Regions from separate parts of the Mus musculus genome. Here region 1 is linked to region 2. A link is a contact called in public HiChIP or PLAC-seq data. All regions are on one chromosome and are shown on one strand. The core of a region is the stretch at or near the end of the contact, and the rest is flanking DNA. Distances in the headings are between cores, read along the strand shown.

What was found. HiChIP or PLAC-seq counts read pairs in DNA pulled down with a chosen protein or histone mark.
Region 1: a contact with region 2 is called in an H3K4me3 HiChIP or PLAC-seq map of bone marrow-derived macrophages, with 4 times the contacts expected there. The contact joins the enhancer-like site here to the promoter of Rnf149 in region 2. A contact is called at or near these places in 2 of 484 Hi-C or Micro-C datasets (LSK cells and neural progenitor cells) and 3 of 115 datasets of contacts at active chromatin or transcription factors (bone marrow-derived macrophages, embryonic stem cells and memory CD8 T cells).

What each region holds. Positions count from the first base shown.
Region 1 is chr1:39,759,359-39,764,887 of GRCm38.p6, reverse strand. No RefSeq gene overlaps it. Among named protein-coding and RNA genes, the nearest start is that of Rfx8, 41 kb to the right of the region's middle. Within about 2 kb of position 3,322, at least 259 of the 459 cell types and tissues checked have an H3K27ac peak or open chromatin away from gene starts, as enhancers often do. A contact at or near this core is called in LSK cells, bone marrow-derived macrophages, embryonic stem cells and 2 more, where this site is marked.
Region 2 is chr1:39,573,976-39,579,609 of GRCm38.p6, reverse strand. Rnf149 (ring finger protein 149) reads left to right here and starts at 2,263. Exons shown (of 7, transcript NM_001033135.3): 1 at 2,263-2,783. The coding sequence starts at 2,336.

The DNA of each region.
Region 1 (5,529 bases), core at 2,073-4,572, 180 kb before region 2:
CTGGCCATCTCCTGACTCTACCTTCTCTGGTGCTGAAATCACAAGTGCACGATATCACATCTGTTTTTCTGTTTTTGTGGGTTGTGGGGGAAGAGGTTTGAAGTCATGTCCTCTTACTTGCCAGGCAAGCATCAACAACTGAGCTATCTTCTCAGCCCTCATAAATGTGTATATGTTTTCTATGTTGCTTTTTATGTTCTTATTTTCATTTATGTCTTAGAGGAGAAAGAGAAACAGTCTAGGCTGCATTACCCTTAAGTGCAATACTTGGGAATCCTCAAAATGTCATAGTAACCAGGCCTCTACTGTCTTCTACCATTCAGTGCTCAGTGGAGGTGCTGAGAAAGTCGCCTTAATAAGAACCAGCCATTCAATCAGATGGTGCCTTGCCACATGACTTTGTCTCTTTGATTAAACTGTTAAATGAGTTCAAATTAGGGGTGCCCAGAAGACTTCCCAAGACAGTACACACTATTGCTGTCGCTCTTGGCTGCCCATCAGAACTTGACGGAGTTCATAACTGGCTGAGAACACCTCATACTTCCATAAGAGGACATGGCAAAACCAAGACTGTACTAAGCAGCAGGCATCCACTCCCGGCTGGCTTTCACAGTACAGGAGGAGCCTGCTGTGTAGGCTTCAGGGGGTTGAGGGATGGCTATCAAACAATTTTACCCAGTTGAGAAAACTGTGACCGTGGCGAGAATGTTTCAGAAGAAACCAGCCACTTTCTGGGTGTGTGTAAGACCTGCTCCTCGGGAAGAAACACTTGTTCAGCGCTTTAAACACGCCAAGAACCCATGCTGGGGCGCTCATAGGCCCCAGGGGTGGGTCTATTATTCTGCTGAGTGATAGGAAATCAAACAGCCCTCTAAATCTATGTCTCTGTACCCACCGAGTAATGCGGCGCTCAGACTTGATGGTTAACAGAGAAAATCACAACTGGTCAAAGTGCAGAAGAAAAATGTCAGTGGAGTGCTCAGCCACAGATGGGACATCTATTGCGCAGCCCCGCCCCCCCCCCCCACACACACACACACACAAAAAGACGTGGCAGAAAGGTTGTCAGAGACAGGGGTCAGGGAGCCAAACTGTGTCCTCTGGGCATAATGAACACAGAACATCTATGACTGTTCGCCTAAGAACTGCATGACATCAAGCTAGCTGACAATCCATCTTGGACATGTGGGGGATAAGTCCCCTAATGGAGGCAGTTGGTGGCTTCTGGAGAAGGGAAAGTCAGTGTTTTCATTAAGGGTGTGGCCCCTAGTAGGCCACCCATGCTGCAGTATGTGGCCCCAAGCCCACAAGTAAATAGAAGTATGGATTGGATTTGATGGGTTACTAAAACATGGCCGGGCATGGTTGCACACCTTTAATCCCAGCACTCAGGAGACAGAGGCAGGTGAATCTTTGAGTTCCAGGCCAGCCTGGTCTAGAGAGTAGGCCCAGGACAGCCAGGGCTACATTGAGAGACCCTGTCTCAAAACAAACAAACAAACAAACAAAAAACCAAAAAACAAAAAACCCCAAAAACATGAAATTGGGAGGGGTGGATCTGGGAAGAGTTATAAAGAAAACAAGGTAAATATGATCAATTATATGGAATGAAATTCTCAAAGAACTAGTTACGTATATTTATAAAACTCCAACAACAACAAAAAAACAAAGCAAGACAGCAACTAGTTCAGAGTAATGGTACCCTAGGAGTTAGACAGGACAGATCAGTGTAGAATCTTGTAACAGCCTGATTTTAGGTTCAAATGCTGTGTCTAAATGTAAAGCACATGACTGACAGTTAGTGCTAGCATGAGCAGACGGTAATTTACCCCAGCATGTGTAGGCTAGTCTATGGGAGCTCAGCCTTCCCCATCAGAGCCTTAACCACTCCTGATGAGACACAGGGAAAGTGGGTTAGGGTTTCTCTCTGACCGGGGTATTTTTGGGGGACCACCTAGCATGCCAATGGAAATGTCTCTTTTAAGGAGTGAATGTTTGCATCCCTCTCTTCATCACTGCAGGTCAAACCTTCATCTCTCATGGCATAGATTCTTCATCTGTCTTGTGAGGCTGTGGCAGAGTACATGAGGCTAGAGAATTTATCAATTTAGGAATGTCCTTCTCAACCATTCAGGAGGAGCCCAAGAACAAGCAGTTTCTGCCTGACAGAGTCTTTGCCCAGCAGAGGTGATGACACAGAGAAGTCAGGAAGAGAAGAAAAGAGGGCTCTGACCCATCCTCTTGTTAGACGACTCCTATGATACTTGATGGCCTCTGGAACTCCAAGCTTTTCTGAACTCTGCCAGTCTGTGGCATTTTGTTACAGAAAGCCAGACCGACTATAATGCCCCTCACTCAGCTCCCGAAAATCGACTCTAGAATCAGCTCCTCCAACTGACGGTGGCTGTTGAGTTTAATTTGTGTATGTTCTCCAAGTAGCCCAGGTTGGCTTAGAACTCATGATCCTTTCTGCCTTAGCTTCCTGAGCTGGGTTTGGGGATCCAGCACAAGCTGGTTTGGGTTTTCTTCATGTGTGGTGTAACAATCATTGTCTGTGTAAGAGTTTACTCGGACACAAGCAGTCTGCTCTTACTTTCATCCCCAAACTCGCAAATCTACATTTAACCAGAGAAAATAGCCACTCAGCAGGACTTCCTGTATCCAGGGGCGGGGGCGCTCCACGCGGTCCATCTTCTCAGCTGCGCATTGGCTGAGTCAGCTCCCTACAGTCAGTCCCTGGGCTTCTTTCCAAGTTTCCTTTACTGCAAGTAGCAGAGACGAACTTTTTTTTTTTTTCATACTGACTGCTTTTCTCTAGCTTTAGGAATCTTCGAAGTTTCCCGGTCAAAGAGTTCAAACTGTCTTTGGCTTTTACAACTAAGGGCAAAAGCCACAACTACATGTGTGGCGATGCCCCGTGCCTACCCCCAAAGTGCCGTGGAGCTTGAATTACTCCGGCCCCACCAGTACAAGGTCTTGTCGTTTCTCTTTATTCAAACTAGCTTGTGTAGCAGGCCTTAATTTACTACTTCTTTCTCTGCAGTACTGTCCGTGCTGTGACTCAGAAATCGCTTGATTTGCTGTGTTTCCAGTCAGAGAGCTCTTCCACTAAAGAGTCTCAACACTCACCCCTCAGCTCGTTCCTATTGTCTAACGTGAAGTTTGTTGAGGGGTTAGTATGGTTACACTGCAGGAGATTTACCTGGACAAATTGTGAAGAAGAAGAAAATAGCTAAGCAGGAAGGCTAAGAAGCAGTCCTTCCCCCTTCAGGCACGCTCCCGGAAAGGTGGTGTTCAACGCAGGCCATCTAGTGGATCCTCCTGGGAAAAGTGCCCAGGGGGAGTCAAGAAAACCATTTCCCAGTGCAGAAGGATGGAGCCCAGCTCAGAGACTGGAGTTCTCACTGGAGGAAGAGCTGCAGTTGCCCCTACTCCTGGGGACAGGCTATCCCTTCCCTCTTCCTGGCGTGGGTGTGTGGGAACCGGCACGAATGAAGCCAGTCGTGCGGTTACTAAGCTGCTGGGAGTTGGGGCCTTAACTTTGACTTAGCATGAATTCTGGCCCAGAACCTCGCCCTGCCCCCCACCTCTCCTCAGCGAGGGCCCCACATTACAGGATGTTATTCATCCGACGTCTGTTAGCTGCGGCCCCAGTGTGCCAGGCAGAAAGACTGAGTCAGATTCTGGAGGGAAGAGATTTTGCCAGGAAGACCTGGGCGTGGCTCAGGTAGGTGGAATCTGAGGTCGCAAGGGCATGAGAAATATAAAATCAGGGATGTTTTCACGAGATCAGTAGGATTTGGCTTTCCACACCCACTATTCCTTATATTTAAACAAAACAAAACACGCTTAGGCAGTTAAAAAAAAAAAAAAAAAAACACTTTAAGAAATATACACTGGCCGGGCAGTGGTGGCGCACACCTTTAATCCCAGCACTGGGGAGGCAGAAGCAGGCAGATTTCTGAGTTCGAGGCCAGCCGGGTCTACAGAGTGAGTTCCAGGACAACCAGGGCTATACAGAGAAACCCTGTCTTGAAAAACCAAAAAAAAAAAAAAAAAAAAGAAAAGAAAAGAAAAAAAAGAAAAAAGAAAAGGAATGTATACTGTATGAAACTGCCGGTATGTAATGTGTATGTGACATGTAATTATATAATATTCAATCTAATGTAGTGCCATATATAGCAGATATATAAAGTGGAACTAACAATGAAACAAATATGGAATAAACAAGAAGTGTGTGTTTTCTGTGCACATGTGTGGTCCACTCCTGAGCAGCTGCCAGTGTGTGATTTAGTTCCTGGAGGTGGACTCTGAGGCAGACTTAGAAGATGAGAGCATTTTTTCGGTGGGAGCTTTGAGGAATGAGCAGCATGAACTTCAGATGGAGCCCTCACCGTTATCCCTAAGGACGCCTCTGTCGTAACAGTCTTCTCTCTGAGTCTGCAGGGAGGCCCTCACAGCCAGGACCCCTGTTCCTTTACAGGGTCCCTTAGAGAGCATAGCATCATGTTTGCATAGAACCAGCCTGCATCCTTCTGATGCTTCATACATCCCTAGATGCCTTAGATTCTTGGTACCTGGGAACACCATGCCCTGGGGAAGCAGGGCAAGAGGAGATTCCTGCATCTCCAGTCCTGAAGTCCTTTCCAGAGATGTTTGTTCCATAGTTGTCGAAACTGTCTGTGTGGAAAATCCAGACGTGGATGTTTGATGGTTAAGACCAGTTCTAGTTGTATTCCTCATAATTAGAAGGACAGAGAGGAGAGGAGAGAGAGCGAGTAAGAAGAAGGGAGACAGGGAAAGGAAGGGAGACTTAATTCACTCCAGATACCTGGCTCCCTAGTAGTATTTTTTTTTTTTTTTTGACTTGACCACAGGGTGAACCCAGGGGCTGTGAATCATAAGACTTGCTCCACGAACACTCTGTTCCAAGCCCCTGAACTCTGAGAACTTTTCATGTTGTGTTCAGATCTTCAGGCAACTCGGTATTTCTCTGTGCTTGCCAGCCTTGAAAGGAAGGCGTGTGCTTATCTGTAGTGGGGGGGGGGGGGGCGGGGGGGATGTTTAAATGCAGAAGCAGGCCCTTAAGGCCTGGTTCAGTGACTAGCAGCTTCATTCTGTTTAGAGTTCCTGGACCAGTGATGTGCCCTTCTTCCTGACAGCGTGCATTTAACAACCCCCATTGTACAGGACTGCCAGCTATCTGGCCATGTGCCACTCACACTGCCCAGGAGACACGGGTGCTCACTGTTGGTAGACTCAGCACCCAGGAATGCAGATAGTTGTAGAAGGAAGGTACAAATGAGCACCGTCCCCAAAGAAACTCCATCCTGTGTGAGTGGCTTCAGAGCCTTCGCCTTTCAACATGTGTGCTCAGAGGTAACTTACAGCTGAACCCCACACAGCAAAGTCTGGGTTATAGCAACTTTGCTGAGAGCCAACCCATTCTGGGAGGGGACTGAGCTGTCTCTGAGGTCAAGCTGCTCAGGCACAGCAAACATTCCTTCTTGCAATTTTTTTTTCTGTCTT
Region 2 (5,634 bases), core at 1,014-3,513:
GAGCAAGCAAGAAATCCTGGCCCTTATGAAGGCCCCAAACCTTATTCCGAAATCAGTATTGGTAGCATGAAATTAATGTGCATACATATTATGCACAAGTGACATGGGAAACCGAGCTTTTGTTAGCCCATGGTCAGCCAAGACAGGTTTTACAGAAGAAACAGCTGAAGGGTTAAAATTTCAAAACCAATGTAGTGTTTGCCCGAACAAGAGGCAGAAGGAAGAGGTCATTTCAGGAAGAAGGAAATAATGTGTCAGACAGCAAGAAACCACAGCGCTGTGTTCTGGGAACTAAAAGCCTTTGCATTGCTGAAGCACAGCGCCAGGGGTTCTCGGGAGTGTTCCTCAGGCTGAAACACACCATCTTGTTCTGGGTCTAAAACATGGGAAAGGCCTTAACCTGGAAATCCTATTGGCCTTTAAAACATGCTTTCCTGGGGCTGGGGCGATGGGTCAGTGGTTAAGAACCTAGGTTTGATTCTGAGCACCCATATAGTGGCTGGCAATAGTCTATAACTCCAGTTCCAGGGCTAGTCAAGGGACATAAAACATACATGGTGAATAGATATATATGCAGGCAAAACACTCACATACATAAAATAAAAATAAATACATTATTTTAGTAATGGGAGTGGGAGAAGAGGTTTAACTTTAAAGCTACTCCTAGCTGGAACTCAGGCTGTGTCTCATACCACAGATGCAATCCAAAAGATAAAAAGAACCAGGTCTAACCTAAAACATATTGGTCTGGGCCCCAACAAACTACTTCCTGTAATTATAAACTCTTGCACAAAGAAGGAAGACTAGTGAGTCAATCAGAAATCAAAGCCCTGAACTTCATTTCCAGCTCCTTAGTGGTTTGTTTGGTAGAAATAAAGAGACTGACGATGATTTCACGAATCACACAGTTTATTGCCACACAAAGGGGACTTTTGGCATTTGCTCACACTGAGTAAAGAGGGGGAAACAACATGAGCAAGCCTCACAGGGAACATGGTTCAGAAATGCGGCAGCACAACGGCATAGTGAGTGAGTTTTGAAATCATGAGTTCAGTTGCTCCATCAGAATCGAAGCAGGCCTCTGCTGAAAGTCCAGTGTAATTAAAGACTTGGTGTTCCTTTATAGAACTGGTTCTCAGGAGAAACTGGTTTGACCAATACAACAGAGATCTGTGAGGTGACCTGAGGCCCCTCAGATAAAAAGGATAATATAAGTCAGGCTTAGGGATGAGTTGAAGGTCTGTCACAGTATATGCCTGTGTGTGTATGTCTTCAGAATAGTGCCTAACAATGTATAGCTATGCATTAAGTCCATCACTTAAGTGTCCACTTCTTAGGTTTAAATACATTTTGATATTCAGTAGCTCATATATGAAGAGGTATTTTAAATGTCTTTTGATATTTGGTAACTCGGGTGTGATGTCTCCTCAGCGTTATGGAGAGATCTCCTGTGTTTATTCGGGTCTAGTCAGACTTCACATTCTTCAAAGGAAATACCTTTCAGGTTCGCTGGGGTTGATCTACCAGAGCATCTCAAATCTCAGCTCTACTCAAGATTTTACCGGAGCAGAGTTACCATACTTGCATTTAACTATGTTTAGTGTGTTCAGGATCTTTTAATGGTACACTGAAAGTATCCACCCACTGTGTTGTCGAAGGACTATCTATCAGCCACCATTTACCTCCAAACAAATCCTTTCCCCTTTTTCCCCCCTTTTGATTAATGTAGCACCTTCGTCTTCGTCCAAACAGAGGCACACATAAACTAAGGAGAAGGAAGAAAGGGCTCGAAGGCAACCATTGAGAAAAGAGCAACAAAGAATTTAATATATTACAGAGTTTGTAACAAAAGGCATCTGGACAACTTGACTTAGTGGTTTTTGTTGTTGTTTGCTTGTTTGTTTAAGTGGTTTAGGCAGCCAGGCTTTTGCCGCGTGCCTTGCACAGTCAACTCCACCCTCTGAGAAACTTTACACAACCGCAGTCCCACGCTGGCCGACCCGGAGCGCACAAACTTCCCCAGACTTGGGGACTCTGGCAGCAGGGTTGCACAACTCTCTGCAGCATCTGCAAGCTTCAGCTCGGCCGCCCACAGCCCTGCGGCACAGACCCTGGCGCCTGCGCACTCCTCACGCCCGCGGGCAGGGCCCCACCCCTTCCGTCGCCACGCCCCGGTCACGCCCCTCCAGGTGCGCGTGCGCCGCGGGTCCGCCCCCGCCGCGCTCGGCGGTCTCTCGCGAGCCGCCGCCGTCTCCTCAAAGCTGTGGGCCAGCCTGGAGTGAGTCGCCTCGTTCTGACTCGCGCTCTTCTTCCTCAGTAGCCCGGCCGGGCGGCCATGGCGGCGCGGCGGCGGCCCGCGGCCGGCGTGGGAGCCCGGGACGCACTCGCGGTGCTGGCGCTGGCCTTGTGTACTCCCGGGGTGGGCGGCGGGGCGCTCGAGTGGTACTCGGCCATGGTGAGCATCGAATACGTGGACCCGCAGTCGAACCTGACGGTGTGGAGCGTGTCGGAGAGCGGCCGCTTCGGAGAAAGCTCGCTCCGGGAGGAGAGGCAGGGCCTGGTGGGCGTCCCGCGCGCGCCCGCGCCCGCGGAGGGCTGCGCGCCCGACACGCGCTTCGTGGCGCCCGGCGCCCTCGGCAACGCGCCCTGGGTGGCGCTGGTGGCGCGAGGCGGCTGCACCTTCAAGGACAAGGTGCTGGCGGCGGCGCGGAGGAACGCCTCGGCCGTGGTGGTCTACAACCTGGAGAGCAACGGGAACGCCACCGAGCCCATGTCTCACGCGGGTGAGCAGGCCGGGCGCTGGGCCGCTGGCCGCGGCCGGGGCGAGCCTGGTGGTTCCCCGGGTGGTGTGGAGAGGGAAGTGCGTGCACACGCTGCAGGATCGGAGCTTCACCTCGGGAGGGTGAGAAAGCTGGGAAGGGCCCTCGGCCGGGGAGTAGCAAACACACCGGTGGCAGGTCCTACGGAGTTCAGTAACTCTACAGATTCCCGAACCCGGGTCGCTTCCTAAGGTCGGCTCACGGACTCCCAAAGTTGGTTGAGTGGAGAGTGTGTAGGAGTGGACGGCTGGCGCCGCCAGGCTCGCATTGTCTCTTCACCAACCTAAAGTGGCTACTCGATGTGGTTTCTTCCTCTCGATGAGGCGAATATGAGTGTTTTCAAAACCCTGGATCAAAAAACCTGGGTTTTCTTGCTGTAGTTTCTCTCTCGACGCATGTAGGGTGATCGCACTAGCTCCTGGTTTGGACAGTTTGAATTCAGATGAATTTTTTTTTTTAAACTGTTTTCATTGAAGGAAAGAAAGGCCTTGCTACCTCTGTCAGGAGGCCACCTCTAAACACGCTGTTCCAGGGGACAGACAAGGATGAGTTTGCAAAATGTCATCCTTGGGACAGAGTTCTCTCCGGGGACCCAGAATTTGATTGTGTTTCTCTTGTGCCTTCTAAGATCACATTAGCTTTAGGCATCACACGGTTGACTCATTCTGAATTTCCTGTGATTAGGGTTTTTAAGTTTCTGCTACTAGCTAAGACATCTTTCTTCCTGTACTGCATTTTTGTTCTCGTTCTGTTTTGGTGTGCATGCGACACAGAGCTTATAAAGACAGAAAAGTGACCTTGGGTTTAACCATTTTTTTTAACGCGGTTGGGAATGATGGCCATTTGATGACAAGGAAGTGAGCTACGAGTACAGATCAACTCTTTTTTTCTTGGTTGACTCCAGATTAGGAGAGAAATGGGTATAAATTGCAGAAGCATAGCAGGGTGAAGTAAGAGAAGGTAAGGAACACTTGAAATGGTGTGAAAGTAATCTGCTAGAATGGAGAAATGTCCAGAGAAGTCGGGTCTTTAAGAACTCAAGAGTTTGTTGGCTGTGGACCACGGTGGTGGGTGAGAATAGACCGATGTCCCTGCGGTGGTGTTGACTCAGGCAGTTAGTCCGCTGATTGCAAATCAGCCTAATTGTCACTGTCCACACACCATCTTTCCACAAGGCTCCTGAGAGATCCTAGCATCCCAGATATATGTTCCCAAGTTAAGTTCTGTCAGCGAAGATAGGCCGGTGTGACTCCTCGATGTTGGGTGTGTACATGTGTGGATGCACGCACATCTAATGTAGACCGTTTTCTTTTCAGTGACAAGCTCATTACCCTACAATTTTCTAACTCTACCCTTCTGCATTTTTTGATAATGACATTGACATCCTACCAAGCAGACACCTCTTGTTCTAAACATGGCTCAGCAATCTTTCTTGTTTATATTGTTGACATATAATTTATCTGGACCCAGGAAAACACCTCAATCATGTTGACTAGAATCTTCCTTTGGAGGGACACTTCCTTCCCCATTATTTGCCTTCTTTCTAGTTTTCTTAGGATAATAATAGTTGCCGTTTTTTGTTTTGTTTTATTTAAAGGGAGGATCATTACCTTTTGGAAAGTTCATGAAAGTACCCATGCAAGTGACTGAATCTTCCTGGAGTCCCTTTAAGTTAGATCCCTAAAGAAACATGCAAAAGCCTTTTAAAACTTGGTCCTTTATTACTTGGTGACCTACAGGATGTTTAGCTACATTCCTGCCTTCCCACATTCTAGAAGTTTTCCCCACACTTGTAACAATCAGAAATACCTTGAGATTTTGCCAGAACTACAGGGAGCAACAAAATTATCTAGCATTTTGAACCACTGGCCAAAGGAAAATTAATTTGGTAGCAGTGTGACTGATAAACAGGAAAAACTAGAAATAAAGTTAGACCCTTGATCTTCAGCTGTAGACACTGCAAAGATGGGGAAGTTAGCTCTCATAGAACTTAGTCCATTTGGGTACCAGGTATTGATAATCTGGCACTTGAGAAGAATTAAGATGGGAGAAGCCAGCTTTGACAGACCTTATTTAAATTTGATTGAATATCATTTTTTAGAGCCACTGAGGCTGTTTAGACTTAGATTGGTTTCCTCCGTTTAGTCAAAATGTAGCTGAAGCCTGGAAACCCCACTGATTGAGCTGTTCTTAGTGCTTCTGTGTAACACTGGATTTCTATGAAACAGGTAGAAGTGTGCTTCTAAAATTGAATACTGATAACTTTCCTATGTTGTAGGGAATAGTTTTCCAGTTCTTCTGAAACTCATTGCTTCTCTTACTGGAATCTAGCACTACATAGCTTTAAAATTTTAAGTCATTATTGAAATGGAGGATTTTAAAGAATCAGTACTTTAAGATCACACTCTCAGAACAGCAGTAAGGACTTACTTTCTAACTTTAATACCTTACATTCTAACTTTAGCAGACCCTTTGGGCCAAGCATTGTACCTGCTTGTTGGAAATACCTAAGTGTCTGCCTGTGTTGGGTTTATGGTCTGTCAGTAATGATAAACATAACTTCACAGGCCGGAAAAGTTTATACTGAACTGAACTATAGGCACAGGTGCTTAGAAAGCCTATCGAGCGGCTGGGTGTTGGTACCCAAGATAAGTTGTAGAAATTATCTTGACCAAGATAGGGGAAAGCAGATAAAGGCCAAGTCATTAAGGTCGTAGAGTTGGACTTACTGTAGTTCTTGGAGGTTAATAAGTAACATGCTCCTCCAGCTGAAGTTTTTCGCCATGACGTTTTAGGTATGACATTTTACATCCTT